Linked DNA regions of Mus musculus: region 1 is linked to region 2. The links are chromatin contacts, called in public HiChIP or PLAC-seq maps. All regions are on one chromosome and are shown on one strand. The core of a region is the stretch at or near the end of the contact, and the rest is flanking DNA. Distances in the headings are between cores, read along the strand shown. Region 1 overlaps LOC102640985 (a long non-coding RNA gene). Region 2 overlaps Gm36569 (a long non-coding RNA gene).

Region 1 (6,564 bases), core at 415-2,914, 2.1 Mb before region 2:
TTACAAATAAATCAGTTAAATAAACATAAGCATATTTTCAAAGATAATTGAGATAGACATCCTTTTACATTCTATACTCAGAAGTATTGGTTTTGAGACTATGAAGCTACAGCATGTTCTATTCAGTATCTCCAGCCTTAGAGGTCAATAGCAGCAGATGTTTAATGGATAACTTCTATGATGAATGAGATATAATTGTTGAATAGGATCATCTTTTCCTCTGAAGTGATATTTCCTAATGTTAAAGATAATTGTATACTCAAGTGTCAGGTTAGAGACCCCACACTTACAGGATCTAAATGAAATTAATGTATGATTTCCCACAAAGAACAAGCAGCACAAGCTGTGGAGATATTAATTTGCCATAATGAACTGAGTTACTGCTTGTTACCATTTGTAATCTTTGATCAGCAAGACTCCATAGCATACACCAAGAAAATAGTAAAAAAATAAAAATAAAAATAAAAAAAAATAAAATAAAATCAACAGATTTATAGAGATTTGCAATTTTTTCTACTTTTCTGTCTTTAATGGGTTCAATCATAATGCAACAAGATTTTGTTTGTATTAAATTGAAGCAATAAGTAATGCTAATCTATCAAAGTAACTAACAAAAAATGTCTCTTTTCTTCTGACAGCGACTTTGGAGGTATTGAACGCTGGGATAGCTCATGGAAAGAGATGGTGGCTCAGATTCTTAGTTCACTGGTGATTAAACATTCCCAAAAGAGACTGACAGATACAGAGAAAGCACATTTAAACCATTTATGGAGAACAGAGAGGCCTTATCATTTAGAGGGCCAAAAGAGAGACCGTGTAACACAGCTCTTCGTGGTATTTCATGTCTACAAAAAAAATCCCCGTGCTTTCTAGATTCTGTGTGGAGGGCCTGCTTGTCTGCTGTGGCTCTTCACGGTAGAGATGAGGTCAACTTGTCTCAGAGGCGATTGAGGTTAGAGGATATGATGGAGAATATGAAGTCGCTAGCTGCCTACATGCCAGGGAAGGGCTTAGTCATCAGGGAGAGGCAGCTGATCCCAGGCGACAGAAGCACTGTTACATGTCTCACAGCCAGCTGCAATTCAGCCAAGAGACAGAGCTTGGGGATTAATAGGACCCAAGAACTATCAGCTAAGATGGACTGGACCTCAGGCAGCCTGAATGAACTTGACACGCTTTATATGATTCTTCCCCAGCTTCCCATGGGTGGCCTTGAACTCACGACAAGCACTGTTCATCAAGCATCAGAAAGAAGAGATGACAGCAGGAAGAGTAGAACACACTTCCTTAATCCTTCAAAAGTGAGCTTTTGAAGAAAGCCAGCTCCATGGTTGACGTTCCTTCCGATATGACATGTACCGTGGAAGGAAAATAAAACCACATACAGACAAATATCTGTACCTTTGACATTTATTCAACTCTAAAGTTTAAGGGGATTTTTCTTCTCATTCTATGTACTACAATGGTATAATCAAACATGGGTGAGGATTTTTCCCTTACTGTGTGTATTGTAGGTGTCTGTATCTGAGAACTAACAATAGCTTCCAGCCACATATTAAAAAAACACCATGAATCATTGTGGCCAGACATCCTCAGAACCAGACCAGGAAAATAACAGTCCTGTGCCTGGGGCCTGTCTGAGGAGGGGAGGAAGGAGTTCTTAGTCTTCAGGGAGGGCATCCCTGAGTCATACCAACCCCAACAGAGATTGCAGCATTAAGGTCTTTGCTAAACAGCAGCCAGGGTAAATATGGAGAGTATAAACCTTGGAAAGGATGGAGAGTCAATAGGGAAACCTAGCATTCTGAGCCACACTGGAATTCCCATTCACCAACACAGCTGCTTGCCTGCCTGCCTGCCGCCGGCTTTCTACACAAGGCAGATGCAGGCCATAGAAGATGAGGAACTGACAAGCAATCCTGGTCATGTGGGTGTAGCAAGAGTGAATACCTTTTCCTAGCACAGTGGAACTCTCCAAAGGTAGCTTTAAGGTGCCCTGCCACGGAACCCCAGGGCATGGTCTCAGGTGAACTATTAAGGGCTAGAGTTGTGGGAGACTGGAGGGTTCAGATGGCGCCATTCCCTGCTATCACTGCAGAGAATTGTGAGGGGAATCTATAGAGCATCTCCTACCTGTGTTCATGCCAGTGACAGCACCGATGTCATTTCACAGCAGGTCTGCCTCGGATAGGGGCATATCAGTGTCTCCCATGGTACAGCAGTGGATTTCTGTTGCCCAAGGACCCCTGGCCCTGTTCCCTGCCTGTCTGCTGGTTATTGTCAGGTAAGAGCATGAGGTTTAAGTGTGTGGAAGGGACAGTGACAGAGATACCTAGGTCTTTCATTACATCATCTCATATGCATATTATGCACAGGCAGGAAGGACAGACTGAATTAGGTCTGAGGCTGCAATTTTATCTCGCACAGGATTGCATTTAAATAACAATAAATATTCATACCTTATGAAAATCCTGCAAGATGACATTCAGTGGTTGGAGGAGAGCATGCAAATGAGTGTGTCTGGAAAATGTGGCTGAAAAATGTAAATTCATTTTATTTTCATAGTAGCAACAAACTACTTATAGTGACTAGTATGGAACTTGATGAAAGCAATATAAGATAATTGCTAAGGAAGGCATAAAGAAACCTTGCTTTTACTAGTAGGTACATATTAGTACATAATTTGTCTCTGCTCTAGATCTAGTCACCATGAATCCTTTTAATAAATAGGACATTCTTCTCTTTATTTACACAGCATGCCATACCGAACGGATGTGAAATAACTTACCCAGAGATGAACAGCTAATAAGTGATGGATGTGGGAAAAACTTAGGTAAATAGCATGTCCAAGCCAGCCCTTATTCTACTGGGACTCCACTGCCACCAATGGAGGTGGCCAGTCAGATAGGCTTCACACTGAGTGTCTGCTTTGTTTATTGTAGCTAAAGGGATATGAAGGCATCCATTCAGCATGGGGATGCTAAACAGACATGTCAAATGTCTATGATCATTCCTTGTCAGTTAGCATCCTGATCCTTTACTTTAAAACTTAGAGAGCTGGTGCAGCCCTGGCTTCCCCGTGGCTCTCCTTTGTTTGTATGATGTGCTTTGGTGCCATGGAGACTGTGTCTGCCGACTGATGTTAGCACGCCATTACAAACATTGCCTGTTCTTGCTTTGCTTTGCCCAAGATGAAGAGTTGTGCTAGGCTTGTGTGGCACCCTGCCATCTGGACCCACTCAGGCTTCCTTTCTTGACACATGTTCACCAAGTGACTCACTTCCTCTTGGTGAGCTTCTGTACAGACTTTCCAGTGGCTCTGTCCATTTCCATTTGGAAGAGTAAATGACAAGAGAAGGAAGAGGGAGAATTCAGGACCAGGCACAGAAAGTGACCTTCGATTTTTTTTTTTTTTAATTTTGTAGATACTGGCAGAACTCTGAAAACAAGCATTAGCTGGGAGCTTTATTAAGATTTTCTCATTTTAGTTTTCCAGGATCTAAAACCGCAGATTACATTATCTGATACATATCTATACTCCTAGCCTCTTAAGCTTTGAAATTGAGGGAGTCTTGAGAATTAAATACTTGGTCTGGACTCAGTATTTGGTTGAATATTCCTGGTCTATTTATGATTTCTGTGGGTCTGCTTAAAACTACTTTATCATTAAGCTATGGCATACGTAAGTTTGATGTTTCCTATATATTATATACCTTAAATTTTACCAGTAAGGCACATGTTTTCTCTCATTGGTGCTGTAATCTATTCCATAGATTAATATCTGAGGACTTATTTGAATCTTAGCTTTTATACTTGTTTTGAATTTCGTTCCTATATATAATGATTTAAATGACTTAAGAGCTAGGTATTGGCTCATGCATATAATTTCAGCACTAAGGGAGCTGAGGCAGAAGGAATGGCATTGTCATAAGTATGGGGATAACCTGGGATACACAGCGGGTTCCAGAATAGCTTAGGCTATCAACTGAATCCTTTCTAAACGACCTCAATCAAGGCAAACAAACAGAAACTGTAAAATAACTTGAGCTTGATTGGCACCATTGCACAGCTGAGAACACCGGCCAAACAATAGTCTCTTATCCACACCCTGGAAGCTATTTCTTAGCAGATGAGAAAAGAGTAATGGGACAAAAGGGAGGATCTGTAGAGATGATTATTAATGTCATAGAAATCAAGAGATTTGGCTCAAGCACATTTTCTTCCCAAGACCCATTAAAAGCAGAAAAATGTAAACACGATATCTAACTCAACTTGAAATTTTAAGGCGCAACTATTCAAAATATATATCTAGCATACCCTAGGGTCTTAGACAAGCTAATGCTTTGCTAACTGGAGACCAAGTCTATGAGTGGACATATTGATTTCAATGATCAGCTCCATGTTATCCAACTCTGTTGAGGTTTGGATTCTTATATCAAGCATTAGCTCTTCTGTGGTCTTCATAAAAGCTAGAAATATCCAAATAGCAGCACGGACCTTGTTTTATTGACAAAGAAGGTGATGATATTTTCTGATGAATTTATTGGTCAGAGGTCATGCAAAGAGGTAGCTCAAAATATTTTAGCTTTTAGATGCTGCATGAATGTCCAAATCTCACAAAAGGAAGGTGAAGCCATGGCTGCCAGTGAATAATATGTATGATGACAACATGTATAAAAGTTGAACTGAAGAGACATTTTAAGTTTTATATTTACATTTCAGCACATATAGACAACACTTTGATATGTATTTATTAAAAAAAGGAAGGCATGCGGATTACATCCAGATTGTTGTGACTGGTGCTACTGTTTGGGTCATGGGACCATTTGGTATCTTTCCTGACTTCTTTCCTAAAGAAGAGAGATGGTCAGTAGTCTAGAGACAAGGGCTGTTATTAGTTTAGTTGCTCTGAGTTCATGGGTTGGTCCTAGCAGAGAGCTGGCTGTATGAAAGCACACAGATTCTACCTTCACATAACCAGTCAAGTGGCCCTGTGAGCAGGCTGATTACCATATGCGAAGGACAGATGAAGTACCCTGGAGTCACTGTTAAAATGATGATATCTATCAGTTTCTTTAGTATCCCTCTGAGCCTTCCCTCCAAAGCAATACATCCATTGTACTGGATGGTTATTTGAAAAGCTCAGTGGGTGAAAACTCTTTGAACTGTACTTCTCTCTTTGGCTGAATGAGGACATCTGAAAGCCCATCTCCCATTCTCTTTCATTGACACTAACTCAGTTTCACAGTCCATACCCAGGAGAACTATATATCACCATGTGAACTGGAGTTGGCGAGCCATTTAAATGCTCTCCTGGACTTAATGTGCAAGACAGTCTCTAACTTCTATTTAGTTTGAATCCTGATATACAAGGAAAAATCAGATATACAATGACTGCTTTTGTCTTATGTAGAATCTACATAGGACAAATTATTAGCTAAACAACCTATTATTTAGTATTTGTTATATGGGAAGGTACTCCAGGAGTCCCCTCTCCAATAATCTTTTTTATTTTAATATTTAGTCTTCTGTAAATTTATGACATGCCAGATGTCTACTATGGCCGCATAAATCAGATAGTTATCCATAAACATAAATTATGCACATAAATATAGGTATAGCTCTAGCTGTGCAGTAGACTGCACATTTGAGACATGCATTAGGTCAGTTTCAATTGAGGGCATAACTTTTGTCTATGACTTTTTCATGCTTTTAAAAACTGCTCTAAAATTAAAAGCATCATTATAAAATATTACTTATGTTATGAATATAAACCTTAGAACTCTGATTATGCTTGGGTCACATCATTTGAAATGCTGAAGAGAATATCATTGGACATCTTGACATGTCCAATCTTCCATCCGAGTTCAAATGAAGCTCTGTACTCTAACAAAACCACCCTTGCTCTCATCATGCTTTAGCACCCAACATCTGGGAGTTTATTGTAGTGGCCCGATTTCTAAAGCAATTGGGAGTTTTGCTGTAAAACTCACCTAGGGTTTGCTTGTTCCTAAGAAAAACCTGTGACTTAATGTATAAGATTTGAAGATGGATGCTTCGAGATATTGACTTAGTTTCTTGAATGGCATGTCCAGGTGCACAATCCACCAAGTGTGGTTCTCTGGAGATCTAAGAAACAGTGTGGGAGGGCCCAGAAAGAAGAGTCTCTCACAGGACTCTTCAAATCTAAGAGAATGCGACACATCTCAAGATAGTTAAGAATCTGATATGCATAAATGCAGTGGAGGTAGGAAGTGGGCAGGATGCCACCAACATTCCAACGGTTTGGCTTTTCTCTTAGAATCAAATTCAAACTTGTTCCTTTACCACAGGCCTACATCAGTGTTTTTTTTTTTTTTTTTTTTTTTTTCTTCTTTTTTTTTTTTTTTTTTTCCTTTTTGGCCAAATGTCAGCATCTAATGCCTGCCTTTCAGAATCAGATATTCAAGCTTTACCCCCAGGGTTTCTTTGACTTACTCATCTGATGGTGATCCCCTTGTAGCTATAGAGCTGCACCTTCAAGTTGAGAGTTGTTGCGTACTACATTCTACTGTGTTCATTTAG
Region 2 (6,818 bases), core at 807-3,306:
ATGCAGCAACAAGGCAGAGGCTTAAGCTGGCCCTTGTCACTGGGGTTTTAAAAAATAATAATAATAAAATAAGCAGGTCCTCCAACGTGTTCCTCCTTCCTTTAGACTGAAGAAAAAATGCTGGAGAAAGATCTACTCACAGGAAGAAGACAGCATCCCCAGCACACAAGCAAGAGGCAGACAGCTCTGACAAGTATTTAGTATGGATGACCTCATTTCAGTAGAAGAGCAAAAAGATAATAATGAGAATACTTACAAGAATATCCCAAAATATACTACAGATTTTTAAGTTGACATACAACATAAACAGCATCAGTTCAAAACTTTAATAAGCTGTTAATCTTATTGATTAGTTGCCTGAAACCATGCTAATACTTATCTGGCATATTTTGGCTGTATATTCTTTGATAAAAATTTTACATATTAATTATTTTGATATTTTAGCTAAAGATGATAGAAAAAAGTAATCTAGTTTTAAAAGTTTGTTTAAAAAAATAACATTAAATAAGAACTTAAAAGACAGTTGACTGCAGATGTCACTGCTACAACTTGTTCTGACTTCTATTTCAGAAGATTTTCTTTGCCTAGGACTAAGCAAGCCCACAGAGAATTCTGGCTCTGTGATACAGCCGAATATGAGAGCAGACATACACACACACACACACACACACACACACACATGTACACACACACACACACACACACACACACACACGTACACACATACACACAAACAGATTTGTTACTATAGTACAAATTTTTAGTACATATCTTTCTCCTTGGGTCAAATTAAAGGGCCACATACTAGTTTAGTCCCACTAACAGCTTTTCTTGGTGGCCAGGCAAGTTTAGAATAGTGTTATTGGCTCGTGTTCATCATGCCCTCCACCTAGACACTCCACTAAGCCCTAGAAGGAGTAACCTCTAGGTCAGGAGGGCCACCCATACACCAAACTCAAAAGTACGGTGTAACTAACTATGGAGCATATGAAGCCATCTCTCTCTCTCTCTCTGTCTCTCTCTCTCTCCTCTCTCCTCTCTCTCTCTCTCTCTCTCTCTCTCTCTCTCTCTCTCTCTCTCTCTCTCTCTCTCTCTCTCTCTCTCGTGTGATTTATTTTATGTGTGTAAGCATTTTCCCTGAATGTATCTATGTGTACCATGTGCATGCCTGGTGCCAACAGATTCCAGAAGAGGGTGTCAAACCCCCTAGAACTGAAGCTACAGATGGCCATGAGGCATCTGTGGATGCTGGAAGTTGGGCCTGAGTCCCGTAGAAGAGCAGCCAAATACTTGTAAGCACCCACCAATCACTCCAGCCCATGTCTGTAATGCCCTTGGGCTTTCCCTTGCCTGAAAGCTGTTTTCATTCCCTTTAATCACAAAGTAGCTGCCAGAAGTGACATATATTAAATGTATCCCTTTTCATGTTCAGATAAAACAAAGATTATAAACATTCTCCAAGCACCAAACAAGATTCTGAGCTTTGAGCAGAACTCAGTCACCACAGATAGAAGTACCAGGCAGGCATCCACCTTAGCTGCATGGCCTCTACTAAACTAATAAAACCTATAAATTGTTTTGAATTGTCCCTGGGGTTGGCTATGGCCAACCCCACAAATACCCAATGGAAATTTTTAGAATAGCAACTGGGTCAGCAAACAAGATATCTTCAATAATTACTTTAGCTTTTCTTGTCTCTTGATCACATAAAACCAAGAGAGTCCAGAGTCAGAGTTTCTGCTGACCCAAGGCTCCTGCATACTTAGTAGTTAGTTGAATGAGTGATTCAATAAAAGAATGATCAATTATCCTCCAAAATACACTCATCACCAACTGTCCCTGTACACCTTGGAGCACAAGACACTTGCAACGAGATTTAACTGGCATCTGATTGTTCAGCCCCACATTGCAGAGGTTTAATTTTATCTATTATTTCCTGGGTCTTTCCACTTGATTTCAACACATTACTGATTATTTTTAGGACTGCCATTAGCACAGACTTCAATTGCTGTCCTGTTTTTCCCCTAGGCAGTGAAGCAGTTGCCATGGAAACAGAATCCAGTGCTTCTCTGTCTGGAGCCTCACATCAATGCAACTTAATGAGAGGAAGGAAGATACTAACATCCTACCTGTATTTTATGTCTCAGGATCTATTATCCAAAAAAAAAAGATGCAAGCTCTGTTGGGGGAGGCAATTCTGATGGTGCATACGGGTGACACCTGTCCAAGTAGATGTGTCAGTGTTCTCCTCTGGAATTAATGCTTTAGCTTAAGATTCAGAAAGATTTCAATGCTTGGGTTAGCTATAGATGCAAAGTCATGAGGTAGAGGATATTGAAAAATTGGAGGAAAGTGAATTTTAACTACTGTTGCTTAACAACAGAGTCATGGAGGAGAAGCCTTTCTCGGAGAGCCAGGCATTACGATATGGGGATGAGGAGTCTCCCCACAGATCCACCCTACAAAACACTGGGATATAAACACTCTTTCAGGTTGACTAGCCAAGGAAGAGGGAGTCCTAAGCCACGGATGAGACAGCACCCGTCCGTCCTGGGAGACTCTGGAGTGGAGGCCGTGCTTTGATAGGAGCTTCATGCTCTCAGCACCTGAGCAGAAGGCACTGCTGTTAGTGAGCTGTGGGGACAATGGCAGCACCTGCAGGTCAGAATAAATGATGCAGCACTAGATGCTGATTGGTTTGTTTGAGACAATGTAGAACTGACTCATAGGAAGGCTTACCGAGGACCAGGCTCTAAACTGAGGCCCATCTTCATGAACGATTCAGTTCGACCTCTTTAGCATATAGGATGAATATATGCATATGATACAGAATATTTCAGTTGACCTCTTTAGCATATAGAATGAATATATATATATGATATAGAATATACCTATATAACAGCCATAATGAGAAAAGCCCCCTCAAGTCACCAGAGAAGGGGTCCTGAATCCCTGAAACTGGCAAGAAGCAATGAGCTAAAAGATGAGACGAAGCCAGGTCACCATCGGGGCTGGAATGGGGCCAGTAAGCAGACCAGTGAAGCAGAAAGGGCAGCAGTGAGGCGGTAAGGATGGGAGTCAGGGTCCTGGTGAGTGGTTTATCTTGCAGTATCTTTCTGTTAGTGATATTTTAAAGTGAGTAAGCAAAATAACTTCTTTTTAAAATTATGTTTGTTTAGTTTGCAATCATGGTCCTATCAAAGGGGAAGAGGGAAGATGAGGAGAGAGAGAGAATCCCAGACATTGTGAATCACGTCCATAATCTCAGCACTGACAACTGTTGTGATTTTTAAAGTCAGCCTAGGCTAAACAGTGGGTTCTAGGACAGCTAGACTGTCTCAAAATGCTACCCATCACCACCTCACTCCATCCCCACCAAATCTCTCTCCTGTATCCTAACCGTATCTATCCAGTCTCAAGACTTTCCAATAGCACAGCCTAGGAAAGTCAGGTCAATACTATCAATGCCGTCATCTCCACATACCACCAAGTTTGGAAATGTCATTTCTGTCAAAATATGTCCAGGCTTCCTAACACTGAATACTGCTATGACAAAGTCAGACTATAGAGCCCATTTTTTTTTTGACTCACTAGTATTCAAAGTTATCAGTCTTACCTGTAGAGCCCTTGATGGAGTTGTGTTTCCCATTTTCTTCATCCTGGGCTCATTTCCAAGTGACTGGGAGTTCATGTTGTACTTTTTGTAATTCAGACAGAATAAACTGCTCTCCCTCTCCCTGGCTCCTAGTTATCTATACTGCCTATGCCATCCTTGCCCAGCTCCATGGCCTTCCCCAGGCCTAGCCTTGCTTTCTCCCCTATTCTTGTTTTGACAAACCTGTTCCTTGCCCTAGAAGAACCATGCTTGCATGCCTGATGGGGATCATCATTTAAAAAAAAAATAAACCAGCATTGGAGTATGGCTTTCAGTGGCAGGGATGTGAAGACCAGGAGTTAAAGGCCACCTGGAACTACATAAGAAGACTCTAACTAAAAAATAATAATAATATTACAAACAAATAAAAGCAGACTGTAAAGGAGTCGATAATGAAAGCTAGAAAACAACTTTGTGCCAAGAAAATAATTCAGACTCACATAAGAGCTTGTCCCAGGGAGGTCACCATAAAATTGATAAAGCTAAGACACATGGTGACTGACATAGCTTAAAAGTCAAGGTAGGAGGAGAGGAGGTCAAGGGTAGAGAGCTTAGTCTGAACAATGACTTCAACGTGCACAGGGTATTTCAAAAAACTAGTATTGTGCCAAGCTCGATTCCAAAGCACAATTCCCTCCCTCCCCCAGTAGCACGACACGCCAAGTCCACAGATGAGGAACTGAACGCACAGTTCCTGTTAACGACTTGGGCAACGTTCCTTGCTGTGGTCATTAACTAGGAGGGCACTTACACAGAAGTGGGGAGGTTTAGGAGCAGTGTTCAGAGCTTAGCTTTAGACATTTTAAAGTCTGGAGACTAGTCATTACCCACCATGCCAGGCCCACCCCTCCTGCTAGCCAGTATCTGTCCAGAGAAATGCCATGCAGGGCTTTTACCAATCTGGCACTTGGGCCTCTGTAAATTAGTTCTCCACCAGAGCTAGGATCCAAAGGAAAAATGGCCATTTGCCAAGTCTATTCTGATTTCTGTAGTGTAAATATCTATACTATTTCCCATTTCAAAGCACTGATTGATTTTGATCAATGAGGGGATTGCTGCGTGTTCTCCATCCATGCTGGGCTGTACCACTCGCTGACTCGGGCATTTAGAATAACTTAAAAGTCCCAGCAAATATCCAGCTATGAAAATTCAAGGCTGCCAAGTGGGAAGGAGAATTTATGGTTGTTGCTGTGCCCAAAGTAGTTATGAAAATAATTTAGACTTGGACTGGAGATTGCATTATAGATTATAAAGAATAAACAGATTAAATTCAAGGATGTGGACCAACAGGGGCTGGGGTAGCAGCTGATTCTCAGCTCTGACAGAGGGTGGAGGTGCAGACAACTGTGTCATAAATCTCAAGATTTCAAAGACAGACTAATCCATCAGAAGAAGCCCCGGAAGTAGGTGGAAGAAGAAATGCAGGCATGATCAAAAGAGGTGTCAGAGGTCTCCAGTGGGAGGCAACATCCGTGTCCTTGTGTCCTGCATTTTTTCAAGTAAATCCTCTAAGCCACCAACTGCAGAACTCTAGTGGGCAATTAAAATAACTCTCTCAAACAAAAAGTCCAGTGGCCAGATGTGGAATATCCCATCTTCCAGATGATCAGGAGGGTTCCAGACATACGAAAAACCAAAAAGCAAGAAACAAACAAAAATAATAACAAAAGCAGGCTATTGCCATTGTTCTTAGTAGCCCACAAGAACTTGGTGGTAAGTCTCTATTGCTGGAGACTTCACACACTTTCGTCACAGCTTGTGGTGAAACAAATTGGTACTGACCTGGAGGCTTATGATTGACTAGAGTTTTCAGTGCTGAAAGATGCGATGCAGGCTGCTGAGGGAGAAAAGTCACCAACAATTTTGCACTGCTGTGAACCCTGAGAGCTACAGTAACAACCAGCCTGGCAAGAGATGCTTACTGGAGTGATAGTGCCATGAATAGTATTGGGATAACCAGACACTTTCTGATCAGACTAAGGCCTGTCCCAGAGGAATGAATGAAAATCTCTACTGCAAAACTTGCCAAAACCCCATCACTGGGGAGGTTATAGAGAGAACCTGTTACTATTATTCTGCTAAATAGGCAGAATATCAGATGATCTTATAAATCCTTAGCCTTGTGCCCTTAGATTAAAACAGCTCTCAGCCTCATCAGAGAGTCTCTTTTTGCAATGGGCATCAATTAACAGAGAGACTCAAAACTGGAGAAAGTAAAAAGAAGAAGTGCCTGTAGAGTAGTCAACCCTAAATAAGACATCTGTGTCACACCCTGGCCTGACCCTGACAAGGGTTAGGAGCGTTATAAAATAGAGTAGATATATATTTAGAGCCAGAAGTGAGAGGGAGAACTGCCGTGACATAAGGAGTTCTTCACACAACAGGAAAGTTGCACTCATGAACAGACAGGTCTACATGCACTAGACCTGCATACAATCAAGCCTGCCAGTATTTCCTCGGAGATGAGACAGGGCTCTAAGAGAACCCACCCACTACTATAGTATATATTGGCAATCTGAGGTCTCTCATGATCCATTAGATATTCGAATCCCATGCACACTGGGCAGCACTAATTGAACACAATGTCTCAAGAAAAAGAGGAGAAAGGAAAGAAGGAAGATGACACGAGGTTGCAAGGGGAATAAGGGGAGGTGTTCCCGGGGAGTTAAGGGTGGGAAGGTAAGAGGTGGGTTTGATCAAAATACGTTGTATATGTATGTGAAATCCTTGAGGAATAACTTTTTAAACTCTTTTTCAGTATCGTATGACTGAATGGGTACAGAAAACAGGAGCTCTTTAAACCTACACCTGTGGTATATGTATCACTCACAAATATCAAAGGAAAACAAGAGATCAAGGTATCTTAAGAATATGTAATGTGTATATCCACTTAAGAATAAGTAGAGCTGAATGTCTGGATGGCAATGGATGAAAGGGACATACAATGATGACATGGCCCTAGAGAAAGGGTCCGTAGGTGAGAACTAATGCAGAGACCTGAGAGTTCAAAGGCAAGCTAAGCATGACAGGCAAGCATTCAGAGTCCCACACCACCACTGAGAAGACTGACATCACCCTAAAGTGCATATCATGACATCTTAGGTACTAGAACCTTGACAACCAGACTCACAGACACATGCAATAGAAAGCAGGATTCAGGTGG

What was found. HiChIP or PLAC-seq counts read pairs in DNA pulled down with a chosen protein or histone mark.
Region 1: an H3K27ac HiChIP or PLAC-seq map of VIP interneurons shows a contact between it and region 2, with 10 times the contacts expected there. The contact joins two enhancer-like sites. A contact is called at or near these places in 21 of 39 promoter capture datasets (the 3T3-L1 cell line, 3T3-L1-derived adipocytes, the C10 cell line and 13 more), 2 of 15 datasets of contacts at CTCF or cohesin (large pre-B cells and pro-B cells), 35 of 484 Hi-C or Micro-C datasets (the AtT-20 cell line, B cells, CD8 T cells and 25 more) and 4 of 115 datasets of contacts at active chromatin or transcription factors (VIP interneurons, bone marrow-derived dendritic cells, differentiating embryonic stem cells and 1 more).

What each region holds. Positions count from the first base shown.
Region 1 is chr3:81,912,836-81,919,399 of GRCm38.p6, reverse strand. LOC102640985 (a long non-coding RNA gene) reads left to right here. Exons shown (of 3, transcript XR_375741.2): 2 at 1,197-2,284; 3 at 2,756-2,811. Among named protein-coding and RNA genes, the nearest start is that of Ctso, 16 kb to the left of the region's middle. Within about 2 kb of position 1,664, at least 64 of the 459 cell types and tissues checked have an H3K27ac peak or open chromatin away from gene starts, as enhancers often do. A contact at or near this core is called in VIP interneurons, where this site is marked.
Region 2 is chr3:79,862,514-79,869,331 of GRCm38.p6, reverse strand. Gm36569 (a long non-coding RNA gene) reads left to right here. Exons shown (of 3, transcript XR_375740.1): 2 at 6,414-6,513. Among named protein-coding and RNA genes, the nearest start is that of Gm40073, 13 kb to the right of the region's middle. Within about 2 kb of position 2,056, at least 36 of the 459 cell types and tissues checked have an H3K27ac peak or open chromatin away from gene starts, as enhancers often do. A contact at or near this core is called in VIP interneurons, where this site is marked.